Linked DNA regions of Mus musculus: all the other regions are linked to region 2. Evidence: chromatin contacts called from public promoter capture Hi-C data. All regions are on one chromosome and are shown on one strand. Each heading gives the region's core, a stretch centred on a gene start, on an enhancer-like site or on the middle of the called end of the contact. The rest is flanking DNA. Distances are from core to core; before and after follow the strand shown.

The links. Promoter capture Hi-C pulls out the DNA fragments that hold promoters and counts their contacts.
Region 1: a promoter capture Hi-C map of pre-B cells shows a contact between it and region 2, with 4 times the contacts expected there. The contact joins the promoter of Rsrc2 here to the promoter of Aldh2 in region 2.
Region 3: a promoter capture Hi-C map of neutrophils shows a contact between it and region 2, with 3 times the contacts expected there. The contact joins the promoter of Denr here to the promoter of Aldh2 in region 2. A contact is called at or near these places in 2 of 39 promoter capture datasets (neutrophils and pre-B cells).

Annotation. Positions count from the first base shown.
Region 1 is chr5:123,748,006-123,750,705 of GRCm38.p6, reverse strand. Rsrc2 (arginine/serine-rich coiled-coil 2) reads left to right here and starts at 1,292. Exons shown (of 10, transcript NM_001005525.2): 1 at 1,292-1,417. The coding sequence starts at 1,412. Kntc1 (kinetochore associated 1) reads right to left here and starts at 980. Exons shown (of 64, transcript NM_001042421.1): 1 at 882-980.
Region 2 is chr5:121,592,281-121,595,147 of GRCm38.p6, reverse strand. Aldh2 (aldehyde dehydrogenase 2, mitochondrial) reads left to right here and starts at 1,324. Exons shown (of 13, transcript NM_009656.4): 1 at 1,324-1,786. The coding sequence starts at 1,667.
Region 3 is chr5:123,905,698-123,908,627 of GRCm38.p6, reverse strand. It overlaps Denr (density-regulated protein), which reads right to left and starts at 1,353. Exons shown (of 8, transcript NM_026603.4): 1 at 1,262-1,353; 2 at 414-528. The coding sequence starts at 519.

The DNA.
Region 1 (2,700 bases), core at 43-2,542, 2.2 Mb before region 2:
TTTCAGTCAAGAGCTATCACGTCCTGCTTGTTCTGGGTTTTGATGGTTCCTGGGACTCTATTTGAATTGTCTGATAATATGCTATCTGGAAGCAGATAACATTTGGGCTAGGAATGTAATGAATAAAGGAAAAGAGCTCCTGCTAAGAACATAACACGACTTTAAATCCCAGCACTCAGGAGGCAGAGGCAGGTGGATCTCTGAGTTCTGAGCCAGACTGGCCTTTAACCTAGTACTTGGGAGGCAAAGACAGGACAAAGCTCTGTGAGTCTGGACTCAGACCACAGGCTAGACCAGTTATTCAGCACTCTACCAACTGACTTAACATTCCCAACCCTGAGGTTTATAGTCTTGAGGGAACAACAACGACAAAATGGTTGAACACTGTGTCAAGTATTTGGGTTTTTTTGGTTTTGGTTTTTTTTTTTTTTTTTTTTTTTTCCTTCGAGACAGGGTTTCTCTATGTAGCCCTGGCTGTCCTGGAACTCACTCTGTAGACCAGGCTGGCCTCGAACTCAGAAATCCGCCTGCCTCTGCCTCCGGAATGCTGGGCTGGGATTAAAGGCGTGCGCCACCACTGCCCCGTTTAAGACTACACTTTCTTCTGGTGAAAGAGAGCAAACAGGTGATAAACAGATTTTGACATCACCGAGTGCGGAAAAAAAACAGACGAGCCAATACAAGGTCATGAATCAGATGAAACACTATCGATGAAGCTATATCCACGAAAACTCAGACGGCCTGCCATCTAGAATCCTCTCTAATTTTTTTCTCCCGCCATCATCTAGAGATCGATAAAACCCAGAGACGGACTGAAGCCCCCTGCTGGTTCCACCTAACACTCCTCCCGCTCCCATCGAGCCGCAAGGCTGACGTCTCACCTGCAGCAGCTGACGAAATTAAAAAGAGAATTCTCAAGTGTCTCACACTTCTTCCCGACGGACACAACCGCCCCTACTCATTTTACCTTCCCTGCCACTGATTTGAATTGGCGGGAGAATACCGTGCTCAACCCCTTTTACGGAGGCCGGAGCAGGCCAAACTTGGCTCAAAATTGAGCGCGGAAACCGCCCCGCCCTAAACTAAATTGAATTCCCGATACCGAGCATCCATTCTGGGAGGTATCCTTGGCCCCACCCACTTCGTAGGCTTCACGCCACGCCCTTCGAGAGACTAACCAATCACCGCCTCGAACCGCGTTGTTATAGAAACTCTTATCGCCACCCACTTTTTCTCCCAGCAAGCTGCGCGCCTGGCCCGGCCTCATCCCCTTTTTTTTTTTTTTTTTTTCTTGTGCCATCCGGGTCTCTCGCGCAAGAGATTCAGTCTGTGGCGAAGCTTCGAGGCGGCCAGTACTGTTGAGTGCGGGCAAGCAGAGGCGCCGCCTTAGCGGCCGGGACTCAAAAAAATAATGGCGGTAGGTACTAAGTGGAGCTCGAAGGCCAGGCTGGGTTTTTTGTTTGTTTGTTTCTTTAACACAGAGTGGGCGACCAGCTCATCAGGGCTGTTGTCCGTGCCTGTGTGTGGACAAGATGGCGCCGCGGCCGCTCGCTGCGCTCGCCATCATGGCTTCCTGCTGCAGGGAGGGGGAGGTAAGGCCGTCTGGCTGGGGGTGGGGAGCCGCAGGGAATGGCTTGGTTTTTTCTTTCCCTCTCCAGAACTTTCCTCATCATTTTCCCTGACCCAGTATTTCTCCAGAAGCCCACCGAACTGTGGGGTTTAGCTCTTTGACCCAGACTGGTGTTAGGCTTTGCGTTTCCTAAGGCTTCTGCGTTCATGCTTGGCGCTTTATCGCATTTGACCGGAAAGGAAAAAAAGACCAGAAGTATCCTCTGGGACGCATCGGGTCAAAAGGCAGGCTCCTTAAGGCGCAGTGTAGGAGGACACAGTCTTTTTATTTGTTTGTTTATTTATCTTTGAGCGATCCCTCAGTGATAGGGCTACTTCTAGTTTTGCGAACCTTATTGGTTGAAACTGGGATTCACTTAAAGAGGGGAAAAAAAAGTCTATCTAGTTCCAGTCCCTTATGTTTTAAAGCGATTTATGAGGTTTTTTTTTGGGGGGGGTTGGTTTTTTTTTGTTTTTTGGGGTTTTTATTTTTGAGGCATGGTTTCTCTGTAGCCCTGGCTGTCCTGAAACTCGCTCTGTAGGCCATGCTGCCCCCGAACTCCGAAACCTTTGAGAACCGCAGCATTGTTTAAGACCCCCTTCCTGAACCAAATGGAAGCCGTATCTAAGAGACCTGAACAGGAAGCCTGCCCTGGATATATACTATGCTCATTGCTAATGAATCATATTAGCCTGTGATAATTTGTTTCTGGTTTTCGAAAGAAAATATTCTTGTAAGCATTCTGTATTTCCTTTTACTGACAGGTTTTAACTTCATATTGCAAATAAGGCTTACTTTTCCTGATAGTTGGAGTATTTGAAATTAGAATGGTACAGGTAGTTTTTCTGCATCTCACTACCCTCTTTCTAGATGAATTTAGAATGATTTTTTTTTTTTTGACTTTTCAAAGAGTAGGCAAGCTTTTTTAAATTGTGGGATTAGTGTCTTGGGCCTCTTAGTATACTTCAAGAATGGTATTATTTGCCGGGTGTGGTGGCGTACGCCTTTAATCCCAGCACTTGGGAGGCAGAGACAGGTGAATTTCTGAGTTCGAGGCCAGCCTGGTCTACAGAGTGAGTTCCAGGACAGCC
Region 2 (2,867 bases), core at 75-2,574:
CAGGAAATGGGTGTGGAGATTCACGATCCACATTTGGCAAGGCAAAATGGTTTACTTCTGCACAAGGGCGAATTGCCACGCAGAACAAGCAAACACACCCAGAGGGCCCCTGCAGGTGAAACTTTTGAAGGGATATATATATATACATATATATATGTATGTATGTATATATTGATGGCTAGCCGGAACTCATATGTAGACCACCAGGCTGGCCTCGAGCTTTCTAGAGATTTGCTTGCTTCTACTTCCTGAATGCTAGGGCTGGAGAAATGGCTCAGAGGTTAAGAGCACTGACTGCTTTTCAAAAGGTCCTGAGTTCAAATCTCAGCAACCACATGGTGGCTCACAACCATCAGTAATGAGATCTGACATCCTCTGTGTGTCTGAAGAAAGCTACAGTGTTCTTAGATATATAATAAATAAATCTTTAGACTGAAGCCAGCGGGGCCGACCTGAGCAAGCAAGCAGAAGTCCTGAATTCAAATTCCCAGCAACCACATGATCGCTCACAACCATCAGTACAGCTACAGTGTACTCATAAACATAAAATAAATACTTCCTGAATGCTGAGATTAAAGACCCAGACCCATTTTTCTGCTGTTTTTCTTTTTTAATTCTGAAAACAAAGGGGTCCTGTGTGTCTCTCTGAGCCAAGCTTTCATTCTGACCTGATTGACTAATACAGAGCTGCACAGTCTCCAGGGAGATATGAAATTCGAGCATATCTTTTGGATTTCTGTATGTGCAGACCCCCGGGGGGAATCTGGAAGTCTGCTCAGTGGCTCCTTTTTAATTTCTCCCAACAGCGTTCTCAGTTTCCCAGATTCCTTTGCACCTACGGTGGGTCATGTGACCAGCCTGTGAGGTCCTTAAATGCTTTTTTCCTCATGTTTTGTGCTAACGGTGCGGAGTCCGGAACAACTTCAGCTGTCCGGTGCTAAAATGAGAGGCACACGAGGAAACGCGCCCAGACACCTTGTCTGGTCACTGGCTATTACAGCGCGGGTGACAATATCCTTCGAGTCACCAAAGCAGGGCGATGCTCATACACAGCAGTCTCCTCCTTCTGGGTGCTTCAGAAACAGGCTGGGCCTCAGCTTCCAAGGGCTCCACCCAGTTTGGGGCTCCTGGGTTTCAAAACACTTCTCTTTGCACTACCCAGAAGCCCCTGCCAAGATTCTCACCATCTCCTTAGCCTAGTGATGCGTTCACCTGGTTGAAAGGCACACAAGTGACCAGGCGTCCACGTCTCTTTCTAGCCAATGACGTCCTGCACCTCAAGTGCCCAGTCCCAGGCTGTTCATGGAATAACCGCATTCATGAATTCTCTTCGCCGCCATATCTGCACAGATGTGAGCCTTAGGCGCCAGCCACCCTGCTAGGAGCGCACACCACTCTGGCTAGGCTTTCTCAGGGTTCTGCAAACTCCATCTCTGACTTGGCTTTGGGAGCCAGGGGTCGCGCCCCTTAGGCCGTGAGGGGCTGGGACTCCCTGACCACGCCCCCGTGTCTCCGCCTCCCATTGGCGGCTGCAGGGGGCGGAGGCGAGGACTTGTTCTTCAACGCTGCAGTCGCCCTCCGATCGGCAAGGCTTCTCTCGGCTCCGTTCGGCTCGGCTCGCCCATTTCAGTTCAGTTCGGGTCAGTTAAGCTCCGCTCAGTTCAGCATGCTGCGCGCCGCACTCACCACTGTCCGCCGCGGACCGCGCCTGAGCCGCCTGTTGTCCGCCGCCGCCACCAGCGCGGTGCCAGCCCCCAACCATCAGCCTGAGGTCTTCTGCAACCAGGTGAGACTCACTTCGCCTCCTCGGGCCCTAGGGCGGGACGGAGCGGGCGACGCGGCCTCAGTTTCCCCTCCGCGCCCAGCGATCTTTGCGCGCGTCTTCCCTTGCCCATGTGGCCGCAGTGTGTCGCCTCTCGGCCTGGGACAGTCCTGGGCCTCTTTACCCCGCATCGATGCAGCCTGCTCCTTCCCCGCGCGGTCCGGGTTCACCCAGGAAGGCCCAGCCGTCCCAGCTCCTCTCTGCGAGACCTCCCATACACCCCTACCCGATTCACGCAGACCTGAGCCAGAGTTCAGAAGCAAAAGCTGGGTCAGGACCCCTCTGTGGCCGCTCTTACCCAACCGGGACTTTGGAATGTTGTCTTAGCTTTTTGAGTTTTGGTAAAGTCTGGAATCACATGAAAGAACGTGGTTGTGAAGTATTCTTTTTGTTTGTGCAACAAGTGGGACTTGGCTGCCCTCTTCTGTAAAATGGGAAAGCAGTCAGGGCTGATATCTTGATGTGTTATTTTGAAAGAAGATCTCATTTTGTAGCCAAGGCTGGCCCGGAATTCTGTGTTCTTCCGTCAGCCACTCCCACCCCACTTTGGATTTGTGCAGGCCAGACACGCAGCTACCACCTCCGGTCTTCAGCTTTCTCTCTACTTTTTCTTTGAAACAGGATCTCACTAAGTTGTCCAGGCTGGCCTTGAACTTGTAATTCTCCTGCCCCAGGCTTCCCAGTGCTGGGCGACAGTGATCCCATGTCTCTTGATACTACAGGGCCTCGTGCACTTGGCACTTGGTGTGAGCTGCAGTCCGGGTTCCCCAAAAGTCCCCTCCCCCAACCTTTGTGCAGGGCAGCGTCCTAAACAATTCAGTCTTTAACCCATAAGCTTTAGAACTGGGAGTTTGATGCTATAACTATCCCCACTACACAGCTCAAGAGACTGAGGTCTGGTCAGGTTCCTAAAGAGCCAAGTTAAGGTGAAGTCTGGGTTCTTGTCTGGGATTCCAAAAGTAAGCCCTTAGCCAAAACATTCCATGGTCTCTTGCAACTCTGGGTAGGAGCAGTGGTCGGATCTCATGTTGAACGTGGACATCCT
Region 3 (2,930 bases), core at 104-2,603, 2.3 Mb before region 2:
GTAGAGGCTTTGAACTGTCTGGACAAGTGCTGTGCCACCAAGCAACAGCTCCAGGCCCTGCTTCATTTCCTTTAGGATTCTGTACCTTAGCTCTTCCATCCTTCACTATCCCCAAGGCTCCTTAGCTTCCAACAAGCTTTCCTTACAAAGGAACACCAGTCAGGCTGGGATCAGGCTCCTGGTATCTCTCTACTTCAATTGGCCAGGAAACTCCTCCAGGCCAGGACGCAAGACCCAAGTGACCCTGGAAAAGAAGGAGTCATCTACCAACCCATGGGTCCTCACTAGGCTCCCCCCCTCTTCAACTAAGAATCCACCCAACAACCAAGACAGTTGGGGGAGCGAACACGACCAAATGTGAAACTATCAATATCAGGTATAAAAACCAGCGAGCCAGTCGTTCCAACACTTACCTCCACAATAAAGGACTCGAAGAGGGTAATCCGCATCTAACTTGGCACTGTTCTTCGTATCGCCTTTGCAATCCGCCCCGCTGGATTCAGAAATGTCAGTAGCCATCTCACAAACCTGGAAACAAGAATGACACACACGACTTCACTATCTGAGAAGCTCGACCCCCGCCCCCCAAATAAGCAGCCTTGGGGGTGGGGTGCAGTCTTAGCTTCCACTGTGTATCCCCCAAACACCAAAGCTGTTTTGAGTCTATTAAAAGAAGGACACGAAGTCTCATTAGAGTCACTGATGATCAACTGGAGCCTCATCTACCTGCATCCACGGGTTTACAGGGAAGCGAGAATTAAATGGGGCCATGAAGGCTGTGTTGGGGCAGGGGCAAAAAGGGACACCAGAGGAAAAGAGGAAGCAGTAAGGGGGACAGAGTTGGGCTGGTGGCTTCAACAGAGACGGGGCAGGTCTGAGGTTGCTATGGGAGGGATGCAGCCTGCAGTTAAAAGGCTATGGACACCTTGGCACGACAGGGACGAAGTCACTCGAGGTGCCCAGAATGCAAGGTGCGGCGACAGCAAAATCCCGAAAAGAGACCAAGCCAGGGACAAGGACGGCAATGCCACAGCCTGGGGAGGGGAAATCGGGCCAGGCCTGGGGAAAAGGACAGGTAGCCCGCTGGAAGGCTGGGCTAAGGGGGACATCCCGGGGACTCCACAGGAGGCCCCCATGTGGGCGGGCGTGGAGACGCCCGGCCCGGCCCCCTTCCTGCTTTAGGCAGCGCCTGGGCCGCCTCGGCAGCGCCGCCAGCTCCCGGGGAGGCCGCCGCAGCAGCGCGAATGAGAGCGCTCATTACCCAGCCGGTCGCACGGCCCCCGCCGCCTCCGCTCCCGCCAGCTGAAGCGACACATGCAACTCCTCTTCCCGGCCACGGCTGCCCCGAAATTCGCTGCTGGGGCGCGCTCGCGCGAGACAATGAGCCTTTATCGCGATATCCCCGGCCAGCCGCTAGGAGGATGTCGCGAGACGCCACCGTGCCGGGGTGGGCGGGGCCCAAAAAGGGAGGAGCATGCGCCCATGCGTGGAGCCCGGGGGAAGGGGTGTGGGGTGGGGAAACGGGACCGAGTTGCGTAGAGGCGGCCGGACGGTAGGGGGCGCTGGCTATCCATTGGCAAAGGGGGAGCCAGCGGCTCAGGCTGTCCCTGCGCAGTGGGGCGTGGACTGGACTGGCGCAGAGGTTCTTGAGTCACAGGTGACTCTCTATTAATGATGTGGGCAGCCTTGCCCCAGTGTCTGGGCTACATCCTAGTGTCCCGACTAACCACTAACTAGCCTGATGCATAAGTCACCCCACGGCGTAGAGATGGTGGCTGAATGAGACATAGGGTTTTATTTCATTCCGATTCCCTAAATAGGAATTACTCGTGCAAAGGTCATATTAATTACTGTTTGAATTTATTTCATCAGGCTGACGACTGTTCCCATATGCTCCTTTTTGCATATTTCACCTTCTACGTGTTCTATAACGGGGATTTTCCCATCCGGTCTCAGGATTTCTGGTTTTAACCACACGGGTCCTTGTCTAAATTTTGCTTCCTTGTTTTTAGTTTGGGGAAATCCCTTCATCTGCATACTCAGCCCAAGTCCCACTTGTGAAACAGGAATAGCACTGGGACACTTTCGGAGCTCAGAAAGGGCCTGGTAGAAAGACCATTGCGTTTTTGCTTTTAACATCACCTTCATGAACTAAGCTACCCAAATATGGCCCCCCTCCCGGAACTTTCCTTTGGTGCCGGGAATTGAACCCAGGGTTTTGTGAATGCTACAGAAGAGCTCTGCCTTGAGTTACAGGCCCAGCCCTAATCCCAACACTTGGGAGACAGAGGCAGGCCAATGTCTGAGTTTTAGGCCAACCTAGTCTACAAAGTTCAAAGCTGTTGGCCTGTAAGCGTAGGGCATTTGTGTTGAACGTACAAGGCTCTGGGTTTAATCTACAGACTGGAAAAAAAAACCCCACACAGCAAAGATGTACATTTCGCTAAGCATGGTGGGTGATATGCACCTTTAATCCCAACACTCAGGAGGCAGAGGCAGGTGGATTTCTAAGTTTGAGGCCAGCCTGATCTACAGAGCAAGTTCCAGGATAGCCAGAGCTACACAGAGAAACCCTGAAACCCTGTATATATGTGTGTGGGTGTGTGGATGAGTGTTCGTGTGTGTGTGTGTGTGTGTGTGTGTGTGGTGTGTGTGTGTGTGTATGTGTGTGTGGGTGTGGTGTGTGTGTGTGTGTGTGTATGTGGTGTGTGTGTGTATGTGGTGTGTGTGGGTGTGTGTGTGGGTGTGGGTGTGTATGTGTGTGGTGTGTGTGTGTGTGTGTGTGTGTGCATTATATGCCTGTAGTTTCAGCACTTAGACAGCTGAAACAGAAGGATTGCTGAGTTTAAGGTCACCCAAGGCTACACAGTAAGACTTATGTTTAAAAAACAAACAAAAAACCAGAAAGAAAAAGAAAAAGCACACCATGA